Regions from separate parts of the Zea mays genome. Here region 1 is linked to region 2. A link is a contact called in public Hi-C data. All regions are on one chromosome and are shown on one strand. Each heading gives the region's core, a stretch centred on a gene start, on an enhancer-like site or on the middle of the called end of the contact. The rest is flanking DNA. Distances are from core to core; before and after follow the strand shown. Region 1 holds the start of LOC111591134 (AT-hook motif nuclear-localized protein 17). Region 2 holds the start of LOC100282180.

Region 1 (5,077 bases), core at 2,101-4,600, 140 kb after region 2:
TATTGATAATAAGGATTTTCATACATTACTTGAGGTCACGAAACATATTGAAACTTATTTGTACCACAGCCATTACACTAACAAGGAACCATGACTTATGAACTACGGACATACAAACCACAGACGACTACTAAACCTGGTACACATCATGTAGTTCATAATTCAAAGAACATAACATTGGTGTAGCACTTAATTCGGAAACAAAGCATCAACCCATGGCGCCTCGACGAGCCCAGAGGTGTTCTACGAGGTTGTGCTGTAAAGACAAGTATGTTGCCTGACAAGTGATGTCCTGCTCCGGATCGTTGGGTAACTCGGAGCGGATATGATTGTTGAGCCATTCGTTGCGGCCCTCACCAGTATTGTTGCACGGTTCAGGAGGCCCTGTAGGCCCAATGAAGTCGACATTAGCTGCACCATCTCCTTCGTCCTCGACAATCATGTTGTGCATAATAATGCAAGCAGTCATCATCTCTGCGAGGTGATTACGATCCCAACCGTAAGCAGGTCCACGTAGAACAGCCCACCTTGCCTGCAAAACTCCAAAAGCTCGCTCAATGTCTTTGCGACAACTCTCTTGCTTGGTTGTAAAGTGAACCTTTTTCTCCTCAAATGCGTGGCGAATAGCTTTTGCAAATGTAGGCCAATTTGGATATATTCCATCTGCTAAGTAGTATCCGAAATTGTAAGTAGTCCCATTAATAGTGAAGTTCACTGGTGGCATCGTCCCATTACGTAACGGATCAAACACAGGTGACCGATGAAGCACGTTTAGATCATTGTTGGTACCAGGCATTCCGAAGAAGGCATGCCAAATCCACAAATCGTACCCAGCGACTGCCTCTAGTATCATTGTTGGCCTAGAATTGCGCCCACAAAATTGTCCGCGCCATGCAGTAGGACAGTTGCGCCATTCCCAATGCATACAATCGATAGAGCCTAGCATACCAGGAAACCCCCTCTCTGCGTTTACACGTAGTATGCGAGCAATGTCGTCGTGGTTAGGGATACGAAGGTATCGTTCGCTAAACGAAGATATGATTGCGCGACAAAAACGGATAAGGCAGTCCCTAGCGGTAGTTTGTCCAATCTGTATGTACTCATCTACCGCATCGGTGGGTAACCCGTACGCAAGAATACACAATGCTGCACAAACTTTTTGCAATGGACCAAGCCCTGCTAAACCTGTTGCATCACAACGAATAGTGAAGTATTCGTCTTCTCGCTGAACGGCACGAAGGATACGTAGGAACAACGGACGATGCATCCGAAACCTATAAACGAAAATAAACCAAAAAATGAAAAAACAAACCTACAAATGAAAGTAAAATCATAACTTAGGAAATGTACCTTCGACGAAAAACATGTGCTGGATACACAGGATTTGGTCCGAAGTAGTGATGTTTGATGAGATTTTCTCCAGCACCGTGGTCCCTATGGATGACTCGGCGAGGAAATGCGGAGCGCCTACGGCGCGTGCTCGTGTCTCCTTGTACAAGGTGCTCAACATGTTGGGCAAGCAACAAGGTTTCAATCTCATCGTCGGAATCGTCGGATGACGAGGAGAACACAAGGCTTTTCAATGACTCCATGACGACCTCAACTACGAGTACGAACTACGGACTTCTTATGGAATGGCGGATGATATAGAAGAGGTGAGTGTGTAGATGAGTGGAGCTAAACCCCAGGGTACCTTATTTATAGGTGCCCTAGGTGTGTGAAGGAAGCCAGACGGTCGTGGCTTCCGGTATAAGCCAGTCGTGTCGTGGAAGCCACTGGTGTCGTGTACTGGAAGAATGAGAATTTGTATTTCTAAAAACCATAAAATCGTAACGTATTAAAACTAACGTATTAATAGCAATTATTAAGTTCGCTAATTACATGTAGACCGAAAATGCCCCGTGTACTATGCAAATAATTAATAAAAATAATTTTAAGATTTCATGGTAGTTGAGTTAGTTGATGAGGAAAGTATATAATATTGGTGTGGTGGGGTATAGAGGATTGTTATAGGGGGAACCGCTGTAGAGCGTGGAGATATAGGGGGAGAGAGATTGCTGACGTGGCACGTGAGTGGGAAATAGGGGGACAAATTTAGGGGGAACCGCTGAAGACAGTCTGAAGGCACCGCCACCAAAAACGGAGGGAGCCGTCTCCGTGTCCGGGCAAAAGAGCGTCACGCGCCAAGCACAAGGACGCCATGCAGCTGCCAACTGCCTCTAGAAACGGGGCAGAGCGTGGACCGGTCCGCGAACGTGAGCGGGCGTCGGCTGCTGGCCCCACAGACCCACCTCTGGCAGCTGCTGCGCGTGCTGCCGCCCCACGACCACGAGGCCGCCGCCGGTGCCAGTGCCACCCAGTCCCACGGCCACCTGCGCGCGCATTCCCTCCTCCCTTCCACCGCCGCTGTCCTCGTCCTCCGCGCCAGCGGCGGGCAGCCGGTGCACCTGGGCGCTCCCGAACACGGCGGCCACCACGACCACCCCATCCGCGGCAGTCATCTCCCCCGCCAGGGTCCCGCCGATCACCTGCCCGCCCTCCCCGGCCAGCGACACCGAGAACGCCGGCGCGGACGCCGACGCCGACGACGACGACGGCACCACGGTCCCGGACAGCGCCAGCACCTCGAACCGCCCGTGCAGCGTGACCGCGGCGGAGGACGCGGCCAGGCGCAGCGTGACGGCGGCGACGGCGCCGCGCCCGCAGAGCACGGACACGCCCACGCGGCGGCGGCGCGCGAACGCCGCCACCGCGCCCACCACGTCGCACCCCGCCGCCAGCTCCAGCACCACGGGCCGCATCGCCGCCTCGCTCTCCCGCGTCACCACCACCGGCGGCTTCGGCTTGTTCTTGGACCCCAGCGGCCGCCCCCGCGGCTTCTTCTGCGCCGTAGCCGTCGCCGTCGCGGGATCCACCAGATCGGTGGCGCCGGACGACGCCGTCTTCTCGCCGGCCATGTCGGACGCCGAGGCTAGCTTCCTGCTGGACGGAAACGAAACACACTTGTGTTGTGTTTGTGTATTGCGAAAGCGAGGTGGAGTGGTATTTGTAGAGAGATCCAAGGGAGGGAGAGAGAGAGAGAGAGCAGAGGACTCGCAGTCGCAGTGAGAGAATGATCTCCACCGTTGGTTTGCCCGTGCTCACGGCTCTCGAAGCCTGCTGGGACGACGTCCAATCCCGTGGCTGCTCTGCCGCTTTTCGCCATGTGTCTCGTTCCGTCGAATCAAAATCTGAGAGGGGAGGCGTCGGCATGCAGCCTGGAGCAAGCAACGGTGTAGTCAAAGGCAGCGTCGGGGACGGCTGACCGCGGCAACAGCCTGCCTGCGACAATCATCCCCGTCCATGGCGTCGCCGAAATGGGTCGCTTCTCCGAACTTGGAACAGATGATCTTCAAGATTTAGCGTTCACGAAGATTTTGACCACGCATCCCCTCCTTACTATTCAAAATGGATCCCCTGGAATTCGGATTGAGTCGATGATGCATGACGGGAAGCAGGGATTGAAATCGATGATGCATGATGGGAAAGCAGAAGCCTCAAGATTGGCATCTTCTACCTGGCTGCCGTCGCGGTCGCGGCATGGCATGTTTCTGCGGCCCGCTGTATGCTGTCACTCTCTCTCTCTCTGTGCGTGCTCCTGGTCCTGATGGCTGCAGGCCGCGCGCAGTCCACTTCGCCTCGACGCGCAGCCGCCTCTCTCGCAAGGGTCAAAAGGCTGGAAACGTTGAGGCCGTAGTGCTCCTCGTGGCCTGCTGCAGCTGCAGTTTTCTCCGTCCCTGCTGCTTCTCTAGGTAGGCTAGTGTCGCGCGTGCTCCGTGGCCGCAGGCGCACTGAAGCAGCCAAGCCTGTACAGTGTACGACCACTCCACACCAGAGTATCTATCTATCTATCTGATCAGAACTCGACTGCCCTTCATGCTGAGAGCGTCGCCTGTATGAAAGGTTTGGAGCTGGCTGCTTTCCTTGGAATGCAAAATGTGATGATTGAAACCGATGCTGCGATCCTGAAGACGGCGTTGACCTCACAAGAATATGACCTCTCTGCTTTGGGCGTAGTATTCAAGGAAATAAGGAGTAGAATGATTTCTGAGTTTGCTTGCTGTATTGTATCTAAATGTCAAAGAACCTGTAATTTAGTTGCTGACTGTTTAGCTGCTCATGGAGCAAATTCAGGTGACGTTGACTCTAGTTTATGGCTAGATCATGCACCGGACTTCATTTGTAATCTTGTCTCCGGCGATGTGCCTGGAGCTGCTTAATAGCTATGGAATGCGTTTCCATTTCAAAAAAAAAAAGGAACTCGACCACGACCACTCAAAAGGGAGAGCAGCTTTCATCTAGCAGCAGGTGTGTATCTGCACCCTATATATAGAGAGATAGTTATGTGCTGATTTCCTAAAGTAATTCTCTGCAAAAATGAACTACAAAATGCTACAAACTAAAAAAAGTTAGTTTCACCTGGTCAACCACCTTCTATCTAAGGAATGTCCATGCGCATGCATCTAACACATAATTGTTATGTTGTTGCATTTCGAAGAAATGGTCACCAATAAAACCACATTACTTTTATGCGTTGGATGCATGTGTATGTGGACACATGTTGTGAATCCATGCACGTTGAGTGAACATATTAATGTCTCCAATTTATCTACCTAGTATCTCCAACTCTCTCCACTCTCACACAAATCCATTGCCACCATCATACTGTAACCTATTTTTTTCCTATATAAAGGTCATATATCTAGATTTTATCCTATTGTCAACGAACATTTTGTTCTTTGTCTACCTAATCTATTGGCCTTTATTTTGGTCTATCTGAATGTAGCTAGGTTATATTCATATTTTGGGCTAACCAGCAAGGAATGAAAGGTGCAATGGACCCATAAGGAAGAAAAATCACTGCCGCTGGCTGCACGCAAACAACTCTACAGCTTGCTTTAGATTGTCGACATGTGTCCGTGCACCAATCTCAAAGAAACAGAGTCAGAGTCCACAACCACCTTTTCGTCTCGGCTCAACCCAACCATTCAGATTCCTCCGGCTTGGCTCATCTGAAATGTGAATTTCTATGTAGCTG
Region 2 (4,573 bases), core at 1,061-3,560:
AGAATTGGTTCCACGCCTCATTTGTCCCCATAGTAATCAACACAGATGCCGATTGCATCCCCTGTGATTAGCAATAACTAAAATAGTGCACCAACAGTGAGGTACATACAGCTTCATAGCTGCAACAGTCGTGCAGACAGCAGCTGCATTTCTGTGCTGAATCTAAAACAGTGATGAGAAACTAGACTATGTACAACGAGGCGAAAAGCTGCCATGATACAAGGCCACGCTCAAGCTCTTCACAGTGGAAGATTATTTTGTGGCCCAAAGGGCTGCAGTGTTTTTAGCAGCACCATATAGCACTAGGCGGCGGCTTAAGTCACTCATTCACCTGTGGCCCAACCTCCTCGGGCACTACAGGCTCTGGCGATTTTCTCAGCCCCAACCTCTGCAGGTGCTTCAGGTGCTTCTCTGCAGCTGCCTTGTCTGCAGCTTCTCGCTTCTGCGCCCTCTTCGCCCGCCTTCCAGCGACATCCTTGGATACAGACCCCGATCCTGACCCCGAACCAGACACTGACACCGACGCCGAAGAGGATGCGGCTTTCTCTTTCTTCTTCGGAGTCCTGGATGGACCAGCAGCCACATCAGTATTCACTGGCCTCGCCTCTTTCCTGCCTCCCCTGATGTACCCATTGTCACCCCATCTCCTGTTACCAATACGGATGCTTGGGGACCTGTTCATGTAATAAGATTCCTCGTCAAGATCATCTTCGTCATCATCGTATTGGTACTGCTGGTGGAGAAACTCTTCTTCTTCCAGAGCCTCCTCGTGAGCCTCTACGATCAGAGGTTCAAACCAAGCTGCCCTCAGAAGGAGGCAAACACTCTCCTCAAACAGGTAGTCATGTAGGCTGAAGAAAAGAAACAAGCATCAAGCTCACATTCTACCTGAAAATTTTCAGCCACCCTCCCACCATTTCAGATGAACAAGGGGTTACCAGCCGTCGAGAGAGCGGTGCACGCTGAGGAATTCGAATGGATGCTTGCACTGTGGGCAGAGAGGGTTCTCCTTGTAGGATGCCCACCTCAAAATACAGGTCACACTGCATCCAAGAAATGGATTTCAAATATAGTGAACACCAGCTTTTAGTAAAAGAATCGTTACCAGATATAAAAGAGGTAAACCTAAAAACAGAAAAACACTGCTGCAGTTGTTCGGACTGCTGCAGCTGCAATTTATAGAGACAAAATACTGTATAAGCTGCAGCAAACAAAGCATCAGCTGTCATGGATACATCAAGGTGTATGCTGCTTGCTACCTCACACGGATGCGACAGTCAAACCCTATAATTCAATTTAGAGCTGAAAACCAAAAGGGTTGGTGTAACAAGTCAACAACCATTGGGTGTGCAATGTGGTTGGTTGGGCAAAGGGCGAGATGCACATGGCAACTGTGCGAAAGGATAAGTTCGAATTAATTACTAGTACAAGGAAAACACATGAGAGTGCTCCAGAATAAGCTCGCTGATGCTGGTGCCCTCTATTCCTTAGGTCTAAAATGATTGAATCAAACTACTCCATGTGTAAAGGCAATCAAAAGAAAATCAGCCTGCGAATCATAAGGTCAGGGCGTCAGGCTATCCTAGCACATGTGCAGGATGTTCTAAGAATTAGATGTGTAAGACTACAGCAAAGCACTTTTTTTTGGGGGGGGGGGGGGGGGGGGGGGGGGGGGGTGAAAGGTGCCATGTAGTCTCCCAAATCTAGGGATTAGATTGCTATTAGAGGTGGGGAATAACAAACAACCTAGACAAAGAATCGTAATTCCACCGCGCATCAAAGTACGTTATGCTGTAATCATCTGGAGAAAGGGGTAAGGGATATCAGCGAACCAGTAGGCGTGGTCGCAACCCTTGACGAGGGCCGTCTCCTGGAGCGCTATCCTGTCGAGGCAGATGGCGCACACCCCGCAATCCGCCGCCACCCGGTCGCCGCTGCCTGTAGCCACCGCGCCCACCGCCACCTGGCACAGGAGGAAAGGAAAAACGGACGATATGAGATCGAGCGCCGCACCGCGCGAGCAGATCGGGCGGATCCAACCAGGACCGGCAGGCAGGGGAGGAGCCACCCACCTCGCCGACGGAGACGCAGGTGCGGGCGGCGATCGGAACCTCGGAGGAGGAAGAGGAGGACGCGGCGGCGGCGGCGGCGGCCATGGCGGTGGGGATCGGGGAGGGAGGCGAGCGGACGAGGGGTCGGTCGGTGTCGGGGAGGGAGGAGCGGATGTGAGGGCAGGAAGGGGCGCCTTCGCGAACGAACGAGCGCGTCCGGAGAAAAAAGTGTGTGTGTGAGAGAGAGAGGCCGACCGGACGGATCTTCACGTAAGATGCCGCCCGTTTATTCGCTCCGGCTCCGCCCTCCGACACGCGTGAGATGCCGCCCACCGAGATTTTGTTTAGTTTTTAAGTTTTGTTAAAAACTGTTTTAAAAGTAGTAGTAGTAGTAAAAGAGTAAATTTTATATAAAAAAACTAACATGATCGACCGTGTTTTAATCTTTGTAACCTGGTCAAACAAACAGCAGCGATGTAGCAGTCTGTGTGTCTCGTACAGACAGGTACAGTTGCGTACCAAATGACTCGGGCCGGGGCGGCGAGGCCACAGGCCCAACGGACTATGCGTTGCAGCAGTCGTGTCCGTGTGATGCGATGATGTACGCGCTGACATTCACGACGAAGACTGAGCATGTGATGCGTGGTATACCCGTATACTTGGCTCCCAAGCTTGGTACCAGCAGGTGATGCGTGGCCGCGAGTTTTGACTTCTCTTCCGCATTGTTCCTTTGTACCGAATTTTGTACCGAATTGGTGGGTCGAAACGATTCCTAGCCGGATTGCTTCTCTAATTTATATAAATTTTAATTAGCTGGAATGATTCTGGATGTAATCCGACGTAAACGAACAAGGCCTTTAAGTACATGTCCATGCTATACCGGGAAAAAGAGGCAGTGTAGGGCTAGTTTGGCAATCCTATTTTTCTATAGGATTTCTAATTTCCCAAGAAAAAATGAACTAATTTTTTTAGAAAAATAAAAAACCTTGGGAAAATACAGTTTCTAAACTAGCCCTTAGATGTCCTAGCCCACAAGAAATATTTCATTGGAAAATTGATGAGTGAACCTCTACCGAACAATCACGTATCCCTGTCTCTATCTAAGTAATCCATTGCTTTAAACTTTATAAAGTTCATCCAACCAAATCACTCACATGCCTATAATATATACTAAATCTATCAAACAAATTACACCTAGTCTTAACACAACATGAAAGCCAACGCTCCAGATCGCTAAATAACCATCTCTACCTTACTCACTCAAATCTAATGGACAATATTATTTTGATCATCTCTCATTCCTTCCCTCCCCTGCGACCCCGCTGCCCCTAGCCTACCCCTCCCCCTAACTCGTGCCGCCGCCGCCATCGACCCCTTCCCTTCGTGGGATCGTAGCATTAGCACGAGCTATATGATAGTTATCACTATAATGACCAGATTTTGGCCCGGTTTAGGACAACTCTAGCTCAAAAAAATTAGTGGAGTTCGTGGAGCAGGTCATTAGGTGCTCCAGAAAATCATGGAGTTAGGGTTGTGAATAGTTTTTTTAAACTACTCCATGTGTTCCAATTTGAAATCCAATGCTCAACTTAAACAAGACCAGAAAATGGGCAAAACTTGGAAATGGTGAGCTATGTTCGGTTCATAGGTTTGAATAAGTTCAAATTGCCTTTAGAAACATTTCCAAGCACTTTAGATACGCTATAGATGTCATATATTGCAAAAGTGCTTTTGGTGCCCGTTTTGAGTTGAAAAAGGGAGTCTGAGTTGAAGATGAGATAAGGTATGAATCTTTGATTTAGACAAGTTGAACATACTCTAAATATGTTTGTCTAAGTAATATTAAAGCTTCCAAGACCATCCTAATCAAATTGGAGAAGTTTTGGCTGAGAAAGACTTCACCTTAGCTCTCGTACTCGTCTAGTGGAGCCTTGGACCGGTTTACCAGAGAGCTATTCACGCGGGCTCTAATGGCCCGACACACCGGCCCAATCTAGTGGCAAAATAGACCACTTTACTAGAGACGTCTGCCCGCTTCAGTGGCCTTGGTCTGATGCATCGGACCTTATCTACATGGTACTGTTCAGCCTCGGGTGGATTGTAGCTTGCTCCGTTGCTCATGCCCCCAACTTCCTAAGGTTGTCAGTCTCACCCTCGCGAGCTACTAGCTCTAGCCAACCCAGCAGGCCAGCACCAACAGGAGAACATCAGGCCTAGATGATTACCTCTCTAAATCGTTCAAGAAATCGGAAGTATTAAAAGATAAGAGTGTTCGAGTGGTATTGTTGGCGCTGATCCGGGCGCCAATCACTGCGTTGAGAACCGGCGGTGGTGCTCTCTGCACAGGCGCGGACGGTTCGCAGCCAGTGACCGGACGGTCCGCGACCTGGAGCAGGGCTAGAGTTCCCTGCCTGACGGGCCGGACAGTCCGCACGTGCGCAGGGGCAGCGGAGTTCGCCGATGGCGCCTGAATCTCGCTCCTGGGAGGGACCCCATCGAGGAGGAGAGATTCTAGGTGTTGT

The links. Hi-C and Micro-C count contacts between places; a contact is called where the count stands out from the background.
Region 1: a Hi-C map of ear shows a contact between it and region 2, with 1.5 times the contacts expected there. The contact joins the promoter of LOC111591134 here to the promoter of LOC100282180 in region 2. A contact is called at or near these places in 3 of 25 Hi-C or Micro-C datasets (ear, endosperm and tassel).

The regions. Positions count from the first base shown.
Region 1 is chr3:150,025,408-150,030,484 of Zm-B73-REFERENCE-NAM-5.0, forward strand. It overlaps LOC111591134 (AT-hook motif nuclear-localized protein 17), which reads right to left and starts at 3,351. Exons shown (of 1, transcript XM_023301998.2): 1 at 1,826-3,351. The coding sequence starts at 2,957. The coding sequence ends at 2,220.
Region 2 is chr3:149,882,819-149,887,391 of Zm-B73-REFERENCE-NAM-5.0, forward strand. LOC100282180 reads right to left here and starts at 2,311. Exons shown (of 4, transcript NM_001155092.2): 1 at 2,073-2,311; 2 at 1,833-1,963; 3 at 939-1,043; 4 at 1-851. The coding sequence starts at 2,156. The coding sequence ends at 320.